Regions from separate parts of the Mus musculus genome. Here region 1 is linked to region 2. The links are chromatin contacts, called in public Hi-C maps. All regions are on one chromosome and are shown on one strand. Each heading gives the region's core, a stretch centred on a gene start, on an enhancer-like site or on the middle of the called end of the contact. The rest is flanking DNA. Distances are from core to core; before and after follow the strand shown. Region 1 overlaps Slc22a16 (solute carrier family 22 (organic cation transporter), member 16). Region 2 has its middle 67 kb from the start of Gm48057.

What was found. A called contact is a pair of places that touch in the nucleus more often than the background predicts.
Region 1: a Hi-C map of cortical neurons shows a contact between it and region 2, with 2.8 times the contacts expected there. The contact joins two enhancer-like sites. A contact is called at or near these places in 2 of 484 Hi-C or Micro-C datasets (cerebral cortex and cortical neurons) and 1 of 115 datasets of contacts at active chromatin or transcription factors (embryonic stem cells).

The regions. Positions count from the first base shown.
Region 1 is chr10:40,603,062-40,607,921 of GRCm38.p6, forward strand. It overlaps Slc22a16 (solute carrier family 22 (organic cation transporter), member 16), which reads left to right. Exons shown (of 8, transcript NM_027572.1): 8 at 457-1,071. The coding sequence ends at 885. Among named protein-coding and RNA genes, the nearest start is that of Ddo, 25 kb to the right of the region's middle. Within about 2 kb of position 1,785, at least 7 of the 459 cell types and tissues checked have an H3K27ac peak or open chromatin away from gene starts, as enhancers often do. A contact at or near this core is called in cortical neurons, where this site is marked.
Region 2 is chr10:40,966,133-40,970,894 of GRCm38.p6, forward strand. No RefSeq gene overlaps it. Among named protein-coding and RNA genes, the nearest start is that of Gm48057, 67 kb to the right of the region's middle. Within about 2 kb of position 3,464, at least 70 of the 459 cell types and tissues checked have an H3K27ac peak or open chromatin away from gene starts, as enhancers often do. A contact at or near this core is called in cortical neurons, where this site is marked.

The sequences.
Region 1 (4,860 bases), core at 535-3,034, 360 kb before region 2:
GGGTTGACTTAACTCGAGCCTGGCTTCTATAGATTCTGGCATCTAGAAAAAGATGCAAGACTCCCCCACCCCCGCTCCCGCCCCCACCCCCAGACCCCATTCCCTTTGCCATAGTTCCCAGGGCAGAGTTTGCAAGGGAAGTAATGCAAGCAGGAGCTGGCTCTTCCTCTCCGCCAGATGCTTCTCAGTGGTTTGTGAATGAATGAATGAATGGAGATTAAGCTCCAATGATGCTAAAGTGAACTCCCAGCCTAACACAGGCACCTAAAGACCTCAGCAAACACATTAACGTCTAATGTCAGTCCCAACTCTGTTGCTGTCTGAATCAGGTCCGGTACTTCTTATTCTCTGAAAGTCACATTTCTTTTTTTGTGTGTAACTGTTATTGCTATTTATTTATTTATTTATTTATTTATCTATTTATTTATCTATATGTTTATTTAACATATTGTCTAGATTTTATTTGGGATCCTGGCCATACTGAGTGGATTGTTGTCATTGAAGCTTCCAGAAACCCAGGACACACCAATGAAATCTACTTGGGAGACGACTGAACAGCAGGTGCCAGAAAACAAGGATAGTTTAGGCGAAGGCCCTCCTGATAGTTTTGAGAGATGGGATTCAAGCAGAGCCCTTTCTTTTGCTGAGAGGTGGGGTTTAAGCAGAGCCTCTCCTGATGCTGAGAAGTGGGGTTCAGGCAGAGTCCCTCCTGATGCTGGGAAGTGGGGTGCAGGCATAGCCCCTCCTGTGACTGAGAGGGGTGCTTCAGGCAGAGCTTCTCTTGAAGATGAGAGTGGGGGTTCAGGCAGAGCCCCTCCTGAAAAGAACACTGAGATGGAAAATGAGATAGAAAACATGAAAGTGAGTAACCTGGGGGGATTCTGATGGTGATAAATAAATATCTTCCATGGTGCCCAGCACCCAGGATGTTGGCATCAGTTACTTTGTGTTAGAGAGGTGTTATTCTTCCTTTCCACATGTTACTTATGTATCTGCATAAAAAATGTGAGAAAGTATTAAACACTGTTTTGTAAAAGTAAATGAAATAAAACCAGTATGTGTTGGAGAATGGCTTTGTGCACTGTGTATTCAGATGTTGATTTCTTTGCCCAGAGATTTGGTTACAGTACAGACCGTGGGATTGTCTTGATTACTAAATCATCTCCTGTATCAATGTTGTATAAAGACTGCTCCCCAATTTTCTCTGATTTGTTAATAAAAAACTAATCGGTCCATAACTGCGCAGAGAAGGCAGGGCCAGGACCAGGGTCCCAGGAAGAGAGAAGTAGGAGAAGGACCACGGGGAAAGAGAAGAGGTAGAGAGACCATGTGGAGAGCTGGGGTTGAGGCAGAGGGTCCAGGAGGAGTCATGATGAGCATGTCACCAAGGGATTTGCCATGAGGACACACATGGAACAGAATAAGCCAAGGTGAGACTCAGATTGAAGGTAAAGGGCTGTGTGAGTGGGAAACAGGTAGCTGAGAGGGTTAGAGTAGATGAATATCTGCTAGTCATAGTGCTTAAAGCTTGTTAATCATAGGGTTCTGTGTCAAGTATTTGGGAGCTAAAATGGGTTAGAACAGGAACAGACAAGCCTTACATCCTTAATTACTGTGTTTATTTGGCACCCAACATGGGGGCATAGAATCCAAGCCTGGTGAAAGGCAAGAGAACAAGCACTCCCCAGGAACAGAGCAGGTTCCTAGATAGACACAGGACCTGCCAAGGGATGAACTCCTGTGCCTGAAGATTAGCACTAGCACCCAGGAGGCAGCGACTTGTAATGGTTTCCTAGCAACAGCTCTGGGACAAGCCTGCCTTCAGCACATACTAGCATCCCAGATTCATGTGCAGCTCTAAGGTTAGCCACGAGCTAACACAGCTGGTGGGTTCCAGGGCTGCACTGCGTTTCTCCCAAAGCATCTGTGCAAAGTGGGAAAAGCCTGCTGATGGGGAGGGGCCAGGCATCGGGAGAGCAGTGCCCCAGAGCTGGGAGGATCACAAGGCTGATGGGGATAACAGAAGCCTCTGGCAACCGGGAGCCCCAGATCAGAGGATTAGGCTTGCCATGACCTGGCAAACACCAACTCAGCCCAGTGTAGCAGAGTGGCATGAGAGCTCAAGACAGATGGCAGAATGCATGGCAGCCCAGAGAGGTCCCCAAACACAGATGCTGCAGTTTCTACCTCTCCCTGTGAGTGGAAAGACAGGGGCAGAACTAATCACTGCAGTGTCCTAACCTAAACAGCAGAGGGAGACGGAACACACAGAAGAAATCAGATTTGTGCTTGAATGCTAAATTAAAAGAGAGAGAGAGAGAGACTGGGTATAAAACATCATAGACAAATAAATAGTTTGAAATTAACAAAATGAAGTTCATAAAGAGAAAAATAACTTAAAAAGAACAGCCACATAAAGATGGAAAAGAGTTTAAGAAAACTTATGTACAGGAAACAATATTAAGCTTAGAAAGCATTAAGAGAGAAATAAATAAATACACCTGGAAGATAAGTCTCTAAAACAAAGAGAGAGAAAAATAAACTGAAATCTCCAGAGGAAGGAGAAACTTAGAGAGATTAAAAAAGGAAATATTTTCCATGCAAAAATATGGAAAACACGATAGAAGAAGGCATTTGGACCCCATATAGTTTTGTTTTGACTGTCAACATAAAAATACTTATATGTTCAGTAGTGGTACAATTTTATATATCCCTTTAAAGGAAGATCAAAATAATGCAGACTTAGATCAGGAGAGGACTGAGAGATGGAACACTAGTTACAGGCCATAGTACAGAGGTGAGAGGATTCTTTAAATCAGAATCACAGATCTTGAGAAGAACTCAACCTGGATCCTACAGTGACAGCAGAAAAGATAGTTCCAGATGAGAAAAATCCACACAGGCTTGAGGAAGTAGATGAGCAGCCCATAGAGATACAATATCCTAGTTAAGGATCTAGATTCTCCTTAATGATGCTACCTTAGAGCAGTGACATACACTAGATTACATGTTTTGTAGACATTGGATAATTAATATATGTACATATGTTAATGTATCATAAAGTTGATACTCAGAATATCAGAATGATTCTGCTCTGAGTTCTGAAAAGGCTGATTCTGAGACTGCACATTTATTAGAGGCGATGGCTTTCTTGGAAAATGTCTTTACAGATTGAACCTGATGATATGTCAAAATGTGTATCCTTTAGAATACAACAACTTTTCAGACATATGGCATAAAAAATGTTACAGATGTATCTTATAATCCTACAGGTCAAACAGTTATGGAGAGATCTAACAGGACTTTAAAGGAAATGCTCACAGAACAGAAGGGGACTATGGAATGTCCCACAGATAGATTAAATAATGCTTTATAACACAGCTGCTGAGAAGCACTGGACTGCTGAATTAGATCAGCATAAACATGTGGTAACCTCAGAATGGGAGGCAGGGAATGTGTTGCATTGGGGAAGAGAATATACTCTTATTTCATCAGGAAAATCTATGGATTCCTTCAAAATGAATAAAAATCAGATTAGACCAACTGAGACCTCCTAAAGATTGTGACTGCAGTCAGAAAGAAAGAAATCATGAAGACCAACAAAACAGGTAACTATTGTTGGTCCCTCTACTTGGGAACAGCTCTGAGACTGGCTAAGACGTGAAATGTCTTTAGTTAAAACTTCAACAAAGCATAGCCAAAAAATCTTGTTGGCTACATGGTCATCAAGACTTATCCATGGGCAGGGGGCGGCACTGGGCAGTGGTGACCCAACATTTAATCCCACCACTTGGGAGGCAGAGGTAGGTGGATCTCTGTGAGTTCAAGGCCAGCCTGGTCTACAAAGCCAAAGCTACACAGAGAAACCCTGTCTCAAAAATAAAACAAAAACAAAAACAAAAACACCCAACCCCCCCAAAACAAAAAACCAACCAACCAAACAACCCCCCCTCAAACCCCCAAAACCCAAACCAAACCAAACAAACAAAAAACAAGACATGGCATGGATAAAAATTTATTAGCTTGGTTATATATCCAAGCTAACTTATAAGAGAAAGGCAGTTGTGTTACCTGCTCATACAGAAAGCAAACAAACAAAAAAGCAACAAAAAACAAAACAAAAAAAAACATCATTAGTTAATTGTGCACACTGCAATTCCATACATATGTTACTGCAGAAATGTATATTACCTGTGAAAGTTTATATGTTTATAGACACCAATGAAGTTAAAGCAGCCCTGACAAGATACACCGTGAGGATGCTGAAAAGGATGCTAAAATATTAAGACACATTTATGCTGGCATCCTGCTTCATCCAACCCCAGACTACCTCATTAACTGTCACATCAAAACTTGCTTCCAGGACAGCTTCAAAGTTCCTGAACCGAGTTGGTCCAGCCTCTCGACGGTTCCAGGCAGGACTTCATTTAAGGCCTGAACTTTTTCAGCACACAGAGACTGGACAACAAATGTTGTCCATCTTTCTTAAGACTGGCCAACATCCCAATTTTCTTTTGGCTTTCAAAAGAAACCAATGCCACCAGACAGCAGGAAACAATTTAAAGAGACCAACACCTCCATTCCCAGGAGGTGGGTTTGGATGGCTTTTGGTCATTTATACGGTGATGAACATCTGTTGTTGTTAAAGGAAGGTTGTAGGCATAAATGTTTTGCAACCTACCTTTGTAGTGTTCAACCTCTCCTCTAGCCCACCACCCACCAGAGGTAGTGGAATTAGGATATGGGGGAAGTGGACCTGTTCAGCCATAGTTCTGTGGGTTGAGCTCTATCTTCTTTGGCAGCAGCTCAGTCCTGTAGCAAACACCAAATATGACTCAGCAGCTGTAGACCAGTCTTTTA
Region 2 (4,762 bases), core at 2,214-4,713:
GACTCAAGGAAGATGGGGCTCATATTTGGCTCACAGTTTGACTGTCCATCATCGTGGTGGAGATGCCACGGCAGCAGGAGTATGAGGCATCTGACACACTGCATCCAGAGTTAAGAAGCAGAGATGGACACCAGTACTCAGCTCAGTTCTCCTTTATAGTCTACCCAGTTCTGCAGCCCATGGGATGGTGCTAGGCATAGGTAGCCTGGGTTTCTCCACCTGGGTGACCTAGTCTAGGAACCCCCTCACACGCATGCCCAGAGGCTGTTGCCAGATCATTCTAAAATCTCTCAAGGTGACAATGTTCATCGCAGTAGCCTTAGCTTAAATGTACATAAGCTGTCTCCACATTAGCAACTCCAAGACTCACAGCTGGTAAGAGCAGGAAGGGAGCCTGAGAGGCTGAAATGGGGAACTATGAAGTCTTGTTCCCTGTCCCCAGTTTACTTGGTGTCATATGCCTTTTCAGTACTGTGACATGTTAATAGCTTTTCAAAGTTGATGAGCTGTTGGAAGTAAAACAATCTAGAGATAGTAGTAGTAGATAGATAGTAGTCTTCCACAGACTTGCTCTACATAGAGGAATCCCCACCCCCAAGGAGAGGCAGGCAAGCTCTCCAGAGAGTATAGGAAGAAAGGAATTGGCTTGTGGGGCGGATGTGTCTCAGGACCACCCTCATTTTGGAAGTCTAAGCATCACACATTGGGCTGTTTTCAACAAAACCACCAAATGTCTGCAGTGGTAAGGTACAGCAGCTTGGCTAGCATTCTAGAAGTAGACAATTGCCACATCATGTTCCTACTTTACATAGCCAGTGAATGGCTTCAATGTGGTGTGGGCGCAGTTTTTAAGTGTTTGGGTGTTGGGGACTGGTGAGATGGTTCAGGAAGTACCAGCATCTCTTGCTCTTGCAGAGGGCCTGAGTTTGGTTCCCAGCACCTAGGTCAGATGACTCACAATTCCTCATAACTCTAACTCCAAGGGGATCTGATGTCCCTGGACTCCTCGGGCATCCTCACTGTTGTGCACATGCATACACATACATGCAACTTAAAAGACAAGAAGTTTTTTTTTTTTTTTTGAAGTCTCAGGTAATCCCAGTGTGCATGAGAGAATACTGCCTTAATCCAAAAACCTAAAATTCAGATGTGTAGACTGCAGTGTGGAGGAGAGGCTAAATGTAAATCCTTCAAGTCAGCCTCAGTGTATGCCGGTTCAGTTTGCTGGGGACTTGTGGGGAAAGTTCCCATGGAGGAGAACTCGGACCTCACAATGGCAACCAGTAGCATCCTTATGGAAGCTGGGTTGTACTCTATCCAAATTCCAAATAAAAATTTAAGACACCTTAAGCTGTCTTTAAGGGTGTAGATCTAATGCAAAGGAGATACATACAAAGTCATATTGTACTGGCTGGTTTTGTGTGTCAACTTGACACAGACTGGAGTTATCACAGAGAAAGGAGCCTCCCTTGAGGAAATGCCTCCATGAGATCCAGCTGTAAGGCATTTTCTCAATTAGTGATCAAGGCAGGGAGGGCCCATTGTGGGTGGTGCCATCCCTGGGCTGGTAGTCCTGGGTTCTATAAGAGAGCAGGCTGAGCAAACCAGGGGAGGCAAGCCAGTAAAGAACATCCCTCCATGGCCTCTGCATCAGCTCCTGCTTCCTGTCCTGCCAGAGTTCCAGTCCTGGATTCCTTTGGTGATATGGAAGTGTTAGCTGAATAAACCCTTTCCTCCCCAACTTGCTTCTTGGTCATAATGTTTGTGCAGGAATAGAAACCCTGACTAAGACACATATATACATATGTGTATATATGTGTGTGTGTGTGTGTGTGCGTGTACATATATAAATACATATATATTGAGCAAAAGAGAAGCAAGCATGCCCAAAGGCTCTTGCAGAAATGTCCATCCTTGAGAATTCACTTGACGACATTATCAAGTTGTGAGGAGACTCCATATTGCTTCTGCCTGTGCCTGTAAGTGTAACAGACAAATCACACCTTCTTGGCTGCAGCCTCTCGTCTGTACTGAGGGAAGGTGCTCCGTGGGTCTGTGGGAGCCTCTCCTGTCCATGGTTCATGGAGAGAGTGCCCCTCTCCCCCATGATGATCAGCAGGACGGGTCCAGGATCACAGGATGGCAAAACATCGCGTCCAGCTCTGCTGCTCACCTGCTCCGTGAGACCCTGGACAAAGTTCAACCTCTCTATGCCTTTGTGTCTTCTTCTGAGCAATCAGGATAACAGCAGGCCTACTTCGTCATGGTGCTATGTGGATTTAATGAGAAGTAAGTAAATTGCATAATGCCTCAGAGCTAAAGGATTGTTTCTGTGATGGCGTGCTTCTCTGTGTGATCAGACACCACAGAGAAAAGTGCAGACCATCTAGATCCATTCTCTGGCACTGAACTGTGGCTAGAGAGCTTAAGAGGTGAGTTAAATGGCTCCTAGGGTCGTGCTTTCTGTGTTGGAGACTGGAACATTAGACTATGTATCCTGGCCGCACAGCGCAGCCTCCCAGACTCCATCTGGCAAAAGTTCAAGCATCACTAATGCTCATGTGCCATCATCAACGTAGTTGTTAAAATTCTGTGATGATATAGAGGGAATCTGCTCCAACAATGGCACGGCAAATTCCTGTCAGACTGTCCTGCAAAGGGAAGTGGGTAAGCCTGGAACAGGTGAGCCCACAGGACGTGGGTTGGGAGGAACTGTTCCCATAAATGCTCCTAGGAGAGGAACGGGGATGGAGAGTCTCTGCCGAGTCCTCCAGTATCCTCAAGGAAAAGTCTGTCTGGTGGGGCAGGATCCTACAGTCCTTCTCCAGCCCCCTCTTAGCTAAAATTCTGAAATCTCTTATATCAGAGTCCTGAGATACAGTGCCATGCGTTAACTAAATGTTCTCAATTTTCTAGCACAGTGATTTTTTTTTTTCTACTACCTGATTTTTTTTAAGAATCATTTAGCATTAAACCCAAAAGTTTAAAACTCACAGAACTGGACACAGGCAACATGTTACACAAATGTGTATTTTATTTTCCTGTGTGTGTGCATGTGTTTAGGCAACATTTATAAATATTGACTCATCTTTCACCAGGTGCCAGGCACTGTAGCATTCTGTGTCCTGAGGGAAAGAAAAACACTGGACAAAAAAGAAAAGAAAATCCGTTTTTTAGGAGCTTCACATTTTTCTGAGGAAGACAAATTGCCTATGACACAAATAGTGATGAGTGTAGCAAAGAAAAACCCCACCATGCAGGAGCAGGATGCAGTGGGCACCTTGTTCAGATAGGCACGGGCTGTCTGTAGGGAGCCGACAGAGCCTTGGGCAGAGGGATTCCAGTGTGCAGCTTGGAGCCACATTCAAGAGAGAAAACGAATTTCCCTGCAGACCAAGGCGGGCAACGGGTGGGGGTGGGGCAGGCAGGAGCAGCTGATCCCGCTGGGCGCTGGGCTCAGAGAGGCGGGCACTCTGGCTTTCTTCCTGGTGTGACTCTGGGAGGGCTTGAGTACAACAGCGGTAGGATGTGGTGGTATGCCTGTTGTTAAAGATTGTAGCTGCCTCACGGAGAAAACACTGCAAGAAAGGAGGGCGGAGGCTGGAAACTCAAAAGACTACTAGAGCTGGCAATTTGGAGACTTGGACAGAAGAGGGGTTATCGGGGCTCATATGCAGGGGTGCACTTTGATGTGGTCGCCCACTCATTAAGAGAAGACAGGGTTTACTGTGTCTGTGGTTTCGGTTAGACATCTGTGTGACTGATTTGATCACTCCAAGAGTTGCAGATATAAATAGCGGCACCATTAGCACACAGGTATAAACCCGTAACTTTAATGAGATCCAGTGGAGAGCAGGGACAGATGGAGGAGAAATGACTTGGAGACTTAGGTCTCAGAGCTGGGAAGAAGAAGGGACCTGCACAGAATAAGAGGGAGAAGAGATAGAGGAGGGGAGGGGGAGGGGGAGGGAAGGGGAAGGGAGGGAGAGGGAGAGGGAGAGAGAGAGGGAGAGGGAGAGAGAGAGAAGCAGTCAAGAGGAGGGGCTGCATCAAGACTGGGTGAGAGAGAACTAGGTGAGGACAGTTGACCAAACCTCATTTGTGCACAAAACAGCAGATACCACTCTCTGTAGTACACTTGCCTGCTGCCTGCTCCTGGGATCTGAAGCTGAAAGCTCTCCTGGCATGGGAGCCTTTGTCTAAACTTAGTTGATAAGGTGTTTGCTCTAGACTTTCTTTCTTCTTCCTCCTCCTCTTCTTCTTCCTCTTTCTTCTTCTTCTTCTTCTTCTTCTTCTTCTTCTTCTTCTTCTTCTTCTTCTTCTTCTTCTTCTTCTCCTCCTCCTCCTCCTCCTCCTCCTCCTCCTCCTCCTCCTCCTCCTCCTCCTTTAAGATTTTTGTATTGATTTATTTAATATATGTTAGTACACTCTCACTGTGTTCAGATCCACCAGAAAAGGGCATCAGATCCCAATACAGATGGTTGTGAGCCACCACATTGTTGCTGGGAATTGAACTCTAGGGAGAGCGGTCAGTGCTCTTAACCACTGAACCATCTTTCCAGCCCGCTCCAGACTTTCTAACCGTGATATGAAGGGCTTAATGAGATAGACTGGGCTCACCCTATGGGATCGACTCTTTTGTTTGTATGGGACAGTCCATTTTATTTAAGAGGAAAACATGGCATAAGAACAGAATCTGATCATGGTAGAGTTCAGTGTAAATTCCAGCCATTTCCCTGAGGGCTTATCCAGAAGCCTGACA